Linked DNA regions of Mus musculus: all the other regions are linked to region 1. Evidence: chromatin contacts called from public Hi-C and HiChIP or PLAC-seq data. All regions are on one chromosome and are shown on one strand. Each heading gives the region's core, a stretch centred on a gene start, on an enhancer-like site or on the middle of the called end of the contact. The rest is flanking DNA. Distances are from core to core; before and after follow the strand shown. Region 1 holds the start of Ndufaf2 (NADH:ubiquinone oxidoreductase complex assembly factor 2). Region 2 overlaps Zswim6 (zinc finger SWIM-type containing 6). Region 3 overlaps Zswim6 (zinc finger SWIM-type containing 6).

The links. HiChIP or PLAC-seq counts read pairs in DNA pulled down with a chosen protein or histone mark. A called contact is a pair of places that touch in the nucleus more often than the background predicts.
Region 2: a contact with region 1 is called in a Hi-C map of B cells, with 6 read pairs. The contact joins the enhancer-like site here to the promoter of Ndufaf2 in region 1. A contact is called at or near these places in 1 of 39 promoter capture datasets (hippocampal neurons), 2 of 484 Hi-C or Micro-C datasets (B cells and bone marrow-derived macrophages), 1 of 115 datasets of contacts at active chromatin or transcription factors (astrocytes) and 1 of 9 other capture datasets (adipose tissue).
Region 3: a contact with region 1 is called in a CTCF HiChIP or PLAC-seq map of the NIH/3T3 cell line, with 7 read pairs. The contact joins the enhancer-like site here to the promoter of Ndufaf2 in region 1. A contact is called at or near these places in 3 of 39 promoter capture datasets (the SN4741 cell line, frontonasal cranial neural crest and hematopoietic stem and progenitor cells), 1 of 15 datasets of contacts at CTCF or cohesin (the NIH/3T3 cell line), 19 of 484 Hi-C or Micro-C datasets (the AML12 cell line, B cells, CD8 T cells and 13 more), 7 of 115 datasets of contacts at active chromatin or transcription factors (bone marrow-derived dendritic cells, bone marrow-derived macrophages, effector CD8 T cells and 4 more) and 1 of 9 other capture datasets (adipose tissue).

The regions. Positions count from the first base shown.
Region 1 is chr13:108,156,058-108,160,382 of GRCm38.p6, forward strand. It overlaps Ndufaf2 (NADH:ubiquinone oxidoreductase complex assembly factor 2), which reads right to left and starts at 2,568. Exons shown (of 4, transcript NM_001127346.1): 1 at 2,386-2,568. The coding sequence starts at 2,512. Ercc8 (excision repaiross-complementing rodent repair deficiency, complementation group 8) reads left to right here and starts at 2,681. Exons shown (of 12, transcript NM_028042.4): 1 at 2,681-2,813. The coding sequence starts at 2,737.
Region 2 is chr13:107,854,749-107,859,073 of GRCm38.p6, forward strand. All of the region lies in intron 5 of Zswim6 (zinc finger SWIM-type containing 6), which reads right to left. Among named protein-coding and RNA genes, the nearest start is that of Zswim6, 33 kb to the right of the region's middle. Within about 2 kb of position 2,468, at least 16 of the 459 cell types and tissues checked have an H3K27ac peak or open chromatin away from gene starts, as enhancers often do. A contact at or near this core is called in B cells, where this site is marked.
Region 3 is chr13:107,871,363-107,875,687 of GRCm38.p6, forward strand. The region is part of intron 5 of Zswim6 (zinc finger SWIM-type containing 6); the gene reads right to left. Among named protein-coding and RNA genes, the nearest start is that of Zswim6, 17 kb to the right of the region's middle. Within about 2 kb of position 2,184, at least 37 of the 459 cell types and tissues checked have an H3K27ac peak or open chromatin away from gene starts, as enhancers often do. A contact at or near this core is called in the NIH/3T3 cell line and embryonic stem cells, where this site is marked.

The DNA of each region.
Region 1 (4,325 bases), core at 1,318-3,817:
CTCAAGAAGACAAAACTCTAATTGGCATAATAATCAGTTAGCAAGGTTACGAACCTAGAGAGTCAAGGGTCAGCTGATACTGAAGGCAGTATCCTGATCATGATGAAGTTAGATGAAGCCCTGACCCACCAAAAAGCGAGATGTGTGCTAGTTTTATAGCGTTTGAATTTGAAAAGGAAGTTGTGCTGTGTCTGGGTGCTCTGTGTGTGCCAGCGCACATCCTGTGCACAGGCATGTGGAGGCCAGAGCTGGACGGCAGGCCTTCTCCTCTATCTATACTCTCCGCCTCATTACCTTGAGACACCACCTGTCTCTGGGTTGGAAACTTGCCTACTGACTAGGCTGGCTGACCTCTCGGAGCTGCCAGTCTGTTCCTACAAAGCTAGGGAGTAGGGTACACACAGCCATCCCTGGCTTTGGTGCTGGGGATCCGAACTCAGAACTTCCTGTGTGCTGAGCAAGGGCTGAAACCCAGTGAGACATTTCCTCAGTCCTGGAAAACAACTACAAATAAACTCAGTTCATTAGAAATAAAGTAAACAGTAAAGAAAAACTGAGTATCTGTATGTATCAATTATGTATGTATTATGCCTAACAGTTGAACCCTTTAGTTCAACTGTTGGTGCTGGTGGGGGTACAAAATGGATCTTCAAGCTGTTTCTTTTCTCTCTTTTTTGGGGGGGTGGGTGTTGTTGTTTTGTTTTTTTCCTTTGAGACAGTGTTTCTGTGTAGTCCTACCTATTCCAGAACTTGCTCTGTACACTAGGCTGGCCTCAGATTCAGAGATTCCCTAGCCTCTACCTCCTGAGTGCTGGGACTAAAGGCGGATGGGCCACTAGGGCCACTCTGTCTGTTTCTCACAAAGTTTAACCTACATCTCCAGGCTGATCCAGGCGTTCTCCTTGTAAAAGAGAAATGAACGCATTATATCTATAAGTCTCATCATTTATCTGTGACAGTCTTAAGACAGGGACTAATCCAAAGATCTATGAACAGGTGAGCAGGTAAGAAAACTATATATACTGCATTCCACACGATAGAACATTAGCAACAAGGTAAAAATTTTGATGCACATAAAGATGAACTTCAAAATAATGATCCTAAATACAGGACCCAGAAAGAAATCTATAAAGACATATATACAAATATTCACGTTTAAAACCTGTAGGAAACGAAGACCAATTTGTAGCATCAGAAACCCAGATCAGTGGATATCTGGGTACAGGCAGCAGAGGCAGCATATTTAAATGCTCAGTGGGCAAAAAAGTTCAAGGTAGTAAGTTTTAGAAAAGGGTTAAGTGGGTACTAGAGAGATGGCTCAGAGGTTAAGAGCACTTGCTGCTCTTATAGAAGACCCAGGTTCAAATCCCAGCACTCACATGGTGGCTAAACAACCATCAACTCCAGTTCCAACAGCTTTGACACCAGATACACAACTACACACCTGCAGGCAATACACACACAATTAATAAATCTTTTTTAAAGATAAGAAAAACATTTTTATAAATGTTTAACATAGTTAATATTGTGAGAAATTAATGAAACACAGTTGTTGGACCAGTCTTCAACCGTCCCAGTAGCGACAGACACTACTATTATCTCTTTCATGTAAGACCACCTAAGTGAGAAAAATGGACTTGTGCCTAAGCTGCCTCAGTCAGCGCTTAAACTCTGACCCAACTTCTTTCTCTGCGACTTTCTATACTGGAGCAATAGAGAAAAGTAAAAGACATTGTGTGGCCTGCTGCAAGGGGGACGGGGGAGGAGGGGGGCGGGGAGGTGGGGACAGAGAGAGTCAGAGACACACAGTCACAAACACACACACATACAAGGAACGCCCCCCCCCCCCCCCGGGGGGACGGGTCTAGGTGTAGCCCTGGCTGTCCTTGAACTCACTCTATAGACCAGGCCGACCTCGAACTCAGAGATCTATCCGCCTCTGCCTTCGGAGTGCTGGGATTAAAGCCTGGCTATAAAAGAACACCTCTTAACTAAACCGTTCCAGTTCTTGAAAACAGTTTTAGTTAGACACACATTTCTGAAATCGACCTGGACATTAGAACGGATCAGTGTATTCGGAAAGTTCTGGGTTGACAAGGACGGCGACAGACAGGGAGAGCGCGCCAGACACTGCGACACCAAGAACCGCAAACTCTGCGGACAACCCGGATCTGAAGACCAAGGCAAGGCACTGGCGCAAGGCCTTTCCCGATGCTCCCCAGAACCTCTGGCAGGACCGGGTCCAAACTTCGTCGCCCAAGGCAACCGCCAAGTCCTGGGACCCGGGACAGGGACCAGGGCACCCGAGGCCCGGCCCCCAAGTACGGCGGCCGCCACCCGCCCGGGACGCGCATCCATCGACCGGTATCCTCTCCTCGCTCTCACCTCTCCAGTTCTTGTACTCGGCGACGTAGTAGTATTTGTTCCCCAGATGGTCCGTGCCCACGTGCTCCCTCACCTCCCTGGACAAGGCGCTCCAAACAGAGCGCCACACACCGGACCACCAGCTCATGCCTGCGCCGAACTCAAGGTCTGAGGCTTCAACCCGCCACCGGAGGACACGCCCACGCTAAGCTCCGCCCACTGCCCGGCGTTTTCCGAGCCCCCCAGTAACGCCGCTCTCCGTTGGTCAGGCCACATCGCTGATTGGCCAATGAGAGCCCGTGTTGTTGCATCCCCCAGTTCCCCGGTCTGTCATGGCAGCGCCCAGGCCTCCAGCCGGTGTGTGGACCCGAGATGTTGAGCTTTTTGTCCGCTCGACAGTCGGGTTTGGAGGACCCTCTTCGCTTGCGTAGAGCGCAGTCCACACGGAGGTGAGTCACGCGCGTGTCTTTTCCTCTTCCGGTGCCAAGGGAGAGTCTGGAGCAGGGAGATCGGGTCGCAGGACCGACTGGGCTGAAGATGAAGTCGGCAGGAGCCGGAGGAGGAAGACCCACGTGTGCGTGTAGGGGAGAGTGTGAAGGAAAAACCCAGGTCACAGTAATTGTAGCTTGCTGTGTACATGAAGGATGTAGTTGGAAGTAACCAGGGAGCCGAGTTAGATAACTGTCACTCCAGGAGAGACCTGATGGCAGGCTCTCCAATGGCAGGACTGTGAACATCCTCACGGCCAGCTCACCCCACGGCCTTCCACTGGACCCTCACTGCCAACATGACTGCTTCTTATTTCTTTGGTGCGCTTTGGTTCTGTTGACCAATGCCTTTATTTTTGTAGAATTTCATGTGGGTTTATCTCTGAGGCACAGACGAACCTGCATGCTTTGACTGTGTTTGTAAACCGAGTAACAGGTGTACAGAAATCAATCGTACGGATTTCGAAAAGAAGGCATGTAAATAAGTCCCCAACCACGTGCTATTTATATAGTGGCTTGTAGATGAAATAGCTTTGGAGCTTTGAGCTTTATGGTGTTTCTTAGTAACTGAAATTTGAACAATGTTGACGGGGTCTAGTATTTAGTTAAATTACACTGAAATTATATATATATATTCACGCTTCAGTGAAGATTATTGTTTTGTTAAAGTAATGAGGTTATTCTTTAATTCTCATTTATTTTTGTAACTGAACTGGAAAGTCCTAATTTATTCAGAGAAGATGTCCTTCCCTGTCATCTGCTAGTGACAAAAGCATAGTAAACATTACATTTGGCGCTCTCAGGCAACATCTTTTAAAGGATGTTTACAACCTGGAGCTGTAATTCACATAAACTGGATATTGAACACGCTGAACATTGGTGACACAAGCCTGTGACCCCAGGTTCCTAGAAGCAGATGGAGGAAGATTTCTGGCCCAGCCTGGGCTACCGAAGCAAGTTCCAGGTCAAACTGAGCTGCATAATGACATATGCCACTCCACCGCACCCCTACAGAAAGAAAAATGAAATTTTCATGGTTGCGTAAAACATGCTGAGTGCTGACATGTTTTTAAGACCATCACCGTATCAAGAAGTTTAACACTTGCGCCCTAAAGCTTTGCTGCGCTTTGGTACCGCTAACCCTCCTCCGCTTCACTTCATTTTAACTGTGGCATTGATAATAGTTTGTATTTCTACAGTCTTAGACATCTAAGAGAATCTTTAAATTGTGCAATTCAAACTTTTATCCACTAGGTGTCATCAGCCAAGTTTATTGGAATTTTTAACTTTCCCTGAAAGCTTGTTTATCCATAGATAACTTTTTAAGGACTTAAAAGCTTTAAATCAGCAGTTTTCGACCTGTGTGTCTCTACCCTTTCACAGGGGTTACGTATATCCTACATATCAGATATTTATATTATGAATCATAACAGAAACACAGTTTCAGTTATGAAGCAGCAGCAAAAATAATTT
Region 2 (4,325 bases), core at 1,218-3,717, 300 kb before region 1:
CAAGCAATCAAAATGGCAGCTTGTGGAGCCCAGTTCCAACAGATAGAGCTACATCACAACACCCTCACCTAAGACTCGGGCTCACCTCTGCTTAAGTGGGGGCAGAAGGACTTTAAGAGCCAGAAGATCAAGGAGTTTGCTGTGAGACTATGTCTCCTAGGAATGTCAGAAACCACACCCATAAAGGCTCACCAACAGGACTGCCTAAGCAGGAGCTGAGCAAGGACAACAGACGTGCTAAAGTGAGAGAGGCCTACACAAAGACTGCAGGCAACTACAGAATGTTAACACAGGAAATATACCCTTTCCAGCAAGGAGCAAACACGCTGGCTTCCTAATACAAAAGGTCAGCCCTGAAAACATACAAATAACATACCAACTGAGTAGGTTGTACTTGTATGTGTATATAACTATATATATTTATACACACACACACACACACACAGAGATATATACACATATATAGGTATACATATATGTATGTAACAGTGATTAATGAAAGATCATGAATTTGAAAGAGCAAGAGGAGGTATATGGAAAGGTGTAAACAGAGGGCCGGAAGAAAAGGGAAGGGGAAATGATGTAATTATAGTATAATATTAAAAAATAAAAAGATAATTTTTTTAAATTATAAGCCAAAAAATGTTTCCTTCCTTAAAAGTTAAAAAAAAAAAAAAAAAAAAGTATTTCAACAGTATACTGGCTAGTTTTAGATCACCTTAACAGAAGCTAGAGTCATCAGAGAGGAAGGTGCCTCAATTGAGAAACTGCCTCCTCCATGAGAACCAGCTGTAAAGCATTTTCTTAATTAGTGATCAATGGCGAGGATCCAGCCCATTGTGGGTGGGGCCATCCCTGGGCTGGTGGTCCTGGGTTCTATAAGAAAGCAGGCTGAGCAGGCCAGGGGAAGCAAGCAGGTAAGCAGCCGCTCTCCATTCATAGCCTCCACATCAGCTCCTGCCTCCAGGTTCCTGCTCTGCTTGAGTTCCTATTCTAACTTCCTTCAGTGATGAACAGCGACGGAAGCGGAAGCGGAAGCCAAATAACCTGCTCCTCCCCAACCAGCTTTTCCACCGTGGTGTTTCTTCATGACAATATAAACCAACTAAAACAATACCAAAACACTGATTTTACCTATCTCCCAGAATTCTAACAGTAAACCATCTTAAGTTCAAAACAGGAACACAGCACCTGGTGACGGGGTAGGGAAACTTAAGACTCAAAATAGACAAGGCCAACTTGTGAAAGGCCGGTAGGCAGCAGTAAGAATGTTGGCCTCAGACATAGTAAGAAATCAGTAAAAGATCTTAAACAGAGAAAGGACACCATCCTACATGCTTTTTAGATGACCTGGTCCAGACAGAAGACAGTTCACTGAAGAGCAGCGGGAAGGGCAATAAAAGGCTCTACAATGACCCTTCTGTCGCCACTGGACTTAGGGAAGGCAACAAGACTGATGTCAAAGGGAGATGTTACCAACAAAAGCTATCAGGGGTGGGGAAATTAGAAGTGGTGAGGCAGTGATAACTTCCTGGTTTGAATAACTCAGGGGATGGTGGTAGTGCTCACAGAACCAGAGAGCAAGCAGAGAAAGACAGATTTGGGAGAAACCGAGTTAAGCACGAATCACAAACGGCTAAGTAAGGAACGATAACACAGTGAACAGCTTTGGACTCCGTGAGTCCGTTCCTCGGGAAAGTAAACATTTGAAGCTGGCACACAGCTTCTTGACAGGCGATGAGCTGAAAAGGGCCCAGGAAAGTATCCAAGGGGGAGCCTTACTGAGAAGGCTAGGGTAGCCAGGAAGTAAGATAAAAATCAGAAAGCTTGGGTTTAGGAAATTCAAGGAAGGACTATGTTACTAGAGTGGTCTTGCAGTCAGTCTTGCGGAGACCTGTCTGCTTCTCACAGCAAGATCTTAAACGGAGAAAGCCCCACTACCTCCAGCACCAGTGCACGTCTATGGGTCAGAGGAGGAGAGGAACGTGGACTACAACAGGAGAGCAGAATGGAGAATATGAGGTGCGTGTGATAAGTCAGACTTAAATACAGAAATGAAAATAAAAACAGGATGTTGAGAGAAAATAATGGGATTAGAAAGGCTAATGTCAAAGAAAAAACTGTGAATACTGAGAAATGACCCTCTGTGTTAAGCACATGCTCTACCCTTGAGCTACATCCCAGCCCAAAGAAGACTGCCTAATCTAAGAGATTTTTGTCATTTAATTCATTTAAATCATTCATGCCCAACAACACACAGAGAAAAATAATCCTCCTTTCAACAATGTCCTAGAAATACGGGGAGCAAACGGGCAGTGCTGAGTTCTAAGGACAAGGACGGTTTGCAGTGGTGTGGAAAAAGCACAGCAATCATGCAGTGAACTCATGAACTAAGGCTCCACCTCTTCAGCAGACACAGGGGAGTTCACTTAGAAGATCTGCTCACATCTGACCCACAAGGGAATTTTTAGGACACTCATATCGAAATAGAATGTGGAATTGAAAGTTCACAGGGCCAATGTTCGCTCACTAACCTGTAATACGCTTTCACAACATAATCAGATGAGACTAATGTGTGCTTCCAGTAGGTTAACTTCCTGTGATCTGTCTATGAAGTAAAGGTTTCAGACATACCTCGAAATAAAAAAATTAAAAAAAAAAAAAAAAAAAGCTGACTGCATGGATGGCTTAGTGACTCGCACCCCTTGAGGATCATATAGAGCACACCTAACGGTCTTGTCTTGAGGCAAAAGGTTTAACAGACCGCCCTGATAATTGCTCCCTGGACACTCTGACACCACGTGATCCTGAGATACAGATTCCTATAGAAATCTCACCTAAAAGGAAAATGATAACCATCTGGCCATCTTTTCTAACGAGACACAACTGCTGGTAATTACCCAAGAGCTAACAAGGCAACTAACAAGTACTAGCTAACAGTCCTAATAATCTGAATAAAAGCCGCAGGTAAAAGTGTTAACAAATTATTGACACACCACTGTGCAATAGAATTGTAAACTTTTGGTTGTGCTATAAAACCGTGTCAACTTTCAAATCCAAAAGTGGGATTTTTATTTCTGAGAAATGTTTTTATACCTTCATAATAAACACAGAAGGCTAGAACAACCATCATTAGTTTTAAGAGTCTAAAATACAAAAGAGACATCTCAGTGGCTTAAAGAGAAGAAAATGTTATAAACTAAAAGAAATACAGAACGGGGTGGCGGCGAACTCCAGACGCCAAGTGCAGCGCTCACACCTGCCACCTCACTACTTGGGAGACTGAGACAGGAAGAGCAAGCGGGAGTCCAGACCAATCTTTGGCTATCTATGTTTAAAAAAAAAAAAAAAAAGTCTCAAAAAACTAAATAAAAATAAAATCCAGGAACGGCAAGGAAATTTATACAAATCTAGATATAAGTCTAAACAAAACAAAACAAAACAAAAAAAACTGAATCACTCAGTAAAATCTTTCCACTGTCCTAAACTCCTCCAGGTGACAGCAGCTGCAGATACTTCACACTCTCTCCTCCAGGTGACAGCAGCTGCAGATACTTCACACTCTCTCCTCCAGGTGACAGCACCTGCAGATACTTCACACTCTCTCCTCCAGGTGACAGCACCTGCAGATACTTCACACTCTCTCCTCCAGGTGACAGCACCTGCAGATACTTCACACTCTCTCCTCCAGGTGACAGCAGCTGCAGATACTTCACACTCTCTCCTCCAGGTGACAGCACCTGCAGATACTTCACACTCTCTCCTCCAGGTGACAGCACCTGCAGATACTTCACACTCTCTCCTCCAGGTGACAGCACCTGCAGATACTTCACACTCTCTCCTCCAGGTGACAGCACCTGCAGATACTTCACACTCTCTCCTCCAGGTGACAGCACCTGCAGATACTTCACACTCTCTCCTCCAGGTGACAGCACCTGCAGATACTTCACACTCTCTCCTCCAGGTGACAGCACCTGCAGATACTTCACACTCTCTCCTCCAGGTGACAGCACCTGCAGATACTTCACACTCTCTCCTCCAGGTGACAGCACCTGCAGATACTTCACACTCTCTCCTCCAGGTGACAGCACCTGCAGATACTTCACACTCTCTCCTCCAGGTGACAGCACCTGCAGATACTTCACACTCTCTCCTCCAGGTGACAGCACCTGCAGATACTTCACACTCTCTCCTCCAGGTGACAGCACCTGCAGATACTTCACACTCTCTCCTCCAGGTGACAGCACCTGCAGATACTTCACACTCTCTCCTCCAGGTGACAGCACCTGCAGATACTTCACACTCTCTCCTCCAGGTGACAGCAC
Region 3 (4,325 bases), core at 934-3,433, 290 kb before region 1:
AATATATAAAACTTAAAATCTAAGTAGCCTAACAAAAGATCTTACTTGCAGTGGAAAGCCAAAATACAGGTGTGGCCTTTAATGAATATAACTGATAATCAAGACCGAGTCTAAGAATGAAGCATGGATCAAGTTAGCGAAAGCAGCAGCCGGGGATGGAGAGGCCTGACGCTCTGGGCAAATCCCTAAACCTCCCTTAGTATCTAAAGGCCGGAGTATACCTGTTTATTCCAGGATCCACTGATGGAGCACTGTTTAAATTATGCCCTAAAGAATGCAGGGGATTGAGATGGCTCCTGTAAAGCAAAGCAATTTCTGAATCCCTCAAAGATAATGGACTGTTCTTTCACTTACCAGAAAGTGGGGTTTCCTCTGCAAGTAAAACTCCTGCCACAAGCGTAAACATGCTTGTGTGTATGTGTCGGTGTAGCGAGATAATTACATACCTCTGAGGCCTAAGTACATCTGGTGTCACATCGCACCTTAAGCATACAGTTATTTCATTTTGAGCCATTCACTCTAGAGAGTAATTACTCATCCCATAACTTGGTCATAAAAAGCAGAGCTCACTCGCTGTTCCAGCGACTGTACAGCAGAGGTGGGATTTTATACGGTACCTGTGTAAATCAGATCATCAAAACAGTGCAAAGTGTTAAAATTATGGCAAGTTATATAGACTTCTGAAGCTTTTTAACTTGTAACCAGACCACACCGAAAGCTGCAACCGCCACAAATAACCCCCGCTGGAGATGGCTAAGTTGAAAGAATGGCAACTCACTAATTTAAGAAGATACGGGAAAGCGCAAAAGCTGAGACTGGACGTTACCTAGAAAGACCCATCTAATCTTCCTCTTCAAGGACATCTGCTAAAAACAAGGGAAACCCAAGGCTGGCTTGTGTGAGCTTGGCAGACCTTTAAGGCGGTAATCTGATAGCAATAGAGTGACGGGGCAATGAGCCTCCATCACAGAACTGCTCACAACCTACAGTGCCCAGAGCCCCTCCCTTTCCTGCGGCACCAGCACTTCTGTTACACTGAGCGCCTTGAAGCATCTCCTCCAAACACTGCTACCATGTCTTCTCCTGAAAACCACGCTCTAATGAAAACGAGGACATGGGACGTTTTTCAAGCCAAATTCACAGTGTCACCAATGTTAACTGTAACTACTATATTTCTGTTAAGTCTAACAAAGAACAGAAGATATCTTAAACTAAGCACAGTATCAGCTCCAAGGAGCAACAAGGTACTACATCATGAATGGGCCATATAACCCCTACTTTGTGTAAAGATGGCTGCCACAGCATATTCAGCAGTCAGGAGACACTGTTCAAGCAGCTGTAAGATGATAAGCATTAGGGACAACGCTCAAAGACAACTCGACCTGACACATGGGACTCCTGGGGTACAGGTCCACAGCGGGCTGCCTGGTGCTACTGCTGCATAAGGATCCGGGCATCTCACGCACAGAGTAAGATGCCTTCTCAAGTGGGTAGAAACGTAAAAACCATGCTCGTAACACAAAACTGGCACTCCAAAAGTGGAGAGATTTATACAAATTTCAAATAAACGCTGACCCAATCCTGACCCCCACATACAATAAGACACTAGAAAAAGAGGCTGTTCTTCCAAGACTACCTCTAACAGTAGTAATTTCTAACAGAAAGAACTTTATACAGCAGATGCTTGGCTAGGATTTCTTACATCCATCACTCTGGCCTGCTACTTTTCTGTTTGATTAATGAGGGTGAAAAGATTAAAATGATTGGGGGTGGGACTGAAAAGGAAAAGGCAAGAAAAAACACTACTCCATGCAGACTGGAATTAGCCCACACTGTCCCCTGCAAATGGCACTATCGCAAGCCAGTGTCTACTCTGACCAAGCAGAACTGCATCAGAACTGCGGGACAGAGAAAGGAAGTGAGCTCTGGGCAAGAGTGCCACCCATCCCTCAGACCTCCCATTCACTTGCAACCTACAACTGGAAACTGGTTGCTCTTTCCCAATGTGTCAGTTTCTCAACCCATATCAACCAAACCCACATTCCAATGCAGCTAACAGTGTGGTAAGGTACTTAATATATACAAAGAATAGGGAGCTCTCATTGTCTAGGACAGTCTAACAGTGGTGGATGCAAATATACCTTCTGGGGAATTTGGGAGTAGCTCCAAGTGACTACAAATGTAAAACACGGAAATACCTTTCATGTTATTCATGTCAGAGGGGTGGGGTAAGGATAGATGAGGCAGTGCCTCCTTCTGGACAGTCAGGAAAACTAGTTCTATGGCAAAATATCACTTCTTTCTTTGAATCAACAAGCTTTTACTGAGATATCCAACTATGTGTAGCTGTCCTAGGACCCAGGGCTAGAAACACACAGACAGACATATACACACTGCACTCATGGGCCTTACAATCTAACAGGAGAAATGGGAGGGGAGAGACCACCAAAAAAAAAAAAAAATCATTAAGGTTTCAAAGGAAAGGTTTTTTATTTGTTTGTTTGTTGCCATAACTAAACAAGGTACTAACTATGCAAAGAAAGGTGCCCTAAGTGGCAGAGCAGCTTGGGCACACTCAAGGACAAGAGAAATATTAATGCAAGAGGCACATGAGGATCATGGGGAGGGCCATGCTGTGACCTGTGGACCTATGAGCAAAAGCAGGCCACTGAAGGGTCTACAAAAGGTTGATGCAAACAGCACCCTACTGGCTACGATACGTGCAGAATCTAAGAGCTGATCTCCACCTGTTCAAAGATTATATATGCACACTCATTGCATGTGCGTGCGTGCGTGCATGCGTGTGTGTGTGTGTGTGTGTGTGTGTGTGTATGTGGGTGTGGGTGCATGTGTGTGTATGGTCTGCTCTTACATAATCACGAATAAATCCAAGTACAGAGCAACTCGAGTTTTAAAGAGCTTTGTGGTATAAAATAATTGAGAAAAGCCACTAACATAGCAGCAAAGGGGAAATGCATTAACATTATACAGCTAGAAAGACTGGAGGTGAGATCCCAGGCTCCATCATCATGGCTTTCCAAGACACAGACACATAAAAAACACCCAACAGAACTGAGAAAGAAGTTGCCAGAGCAAAAGTGGTCCATGGAAGGGGCACAACCAAGACAGACTGGGCAAACAAAACTGGCAACCAGTCCATTTCTGGATAACCCACCCTGTTGTGAGCCAAACTTTGGAAATACATCCATACTGCTAAATTCTTGCTCAAATAGAATTAAAAAAAAGAAAAAAACCCCTCTGGTAAATCTTATTATACTTCAAAACTAAGTCTAAAAGTTTCAAGAGAAAGCCATCCGTGTTTTATAGATAAGTTTAACAAACTATTTATGTTAACCAGCCAATGTATCTTCAAAATGTACAAGATCTTATGGATGTCTTGAAGTTGTGCGCTTTTGCAAGTGGTCGCTGGGAGGGAGTTGTCAAAAGACTAAGTTTAGTTTTCCAAGTTTGGTTTGGGTTTTCTTTGAGGGCTGAGGGGAACTCGGTCAAACCTTGTGGCTGTTGCAAAACTCAGTTCTCCTGCTTCAGACTACCTAGGTATGACAGAGTCTTTACAAAAAGTGAAACAGCAAGTAAAAGGGCAAGGGCTCTCTTAACTCTACAAAGGTACACATACTGCCAAGGCTCCCCTGGGTAACCCACAAAGACTTTTCTGCATGGGAATGAGCCAGGCTTACCTACTCAAAGGTGTAACCACCCAATAAATGAACTGCTTTCAGAATAGGTTTTGGGTCAGAACTAGGAGAAAAGACCTTTCCAACCAGACGGAACAAAGAGGCTTTACACAACAGTCTAGTACCAGAACCCAACCATCTACCCAGTATTCATATTCTTACTAAGTCACAGCAACACATACTCAGAAAATTGAAGAGAAATAAATAGTTGGAACTTACATACCCCGGGCCTGGCATACCATCTATCATTCATTTAAATGACAGTTTCCATGTCTGCAATACACACACGGACTGATACTATTGATAGTTGGCTGTCCTGGATTTAAAATTCACCAACATTTTTTTTCCCAGACTACCAGGTTCATCATTCATTCCTAAGAAGATTTTTGTACAACTGGCAAACTCAGGCGACCTCAGAACCACATGTGGTGGAATATTTTTACATTTGTTAGCACCCTGCCTTTCAGTCCATTTGATTAGCTAACTGACGCTCCCCTCATCAAAGATGCATAGAACTCTGAAATCTGAGATTTAAGAGCAGGCATACTGATTTCTCATAAGAAACTGCCATTCGTTTCCTGCAGCTTTCACATTAAAAATGAATTCCATCGCTGAGTTCTCAAGTTCGGC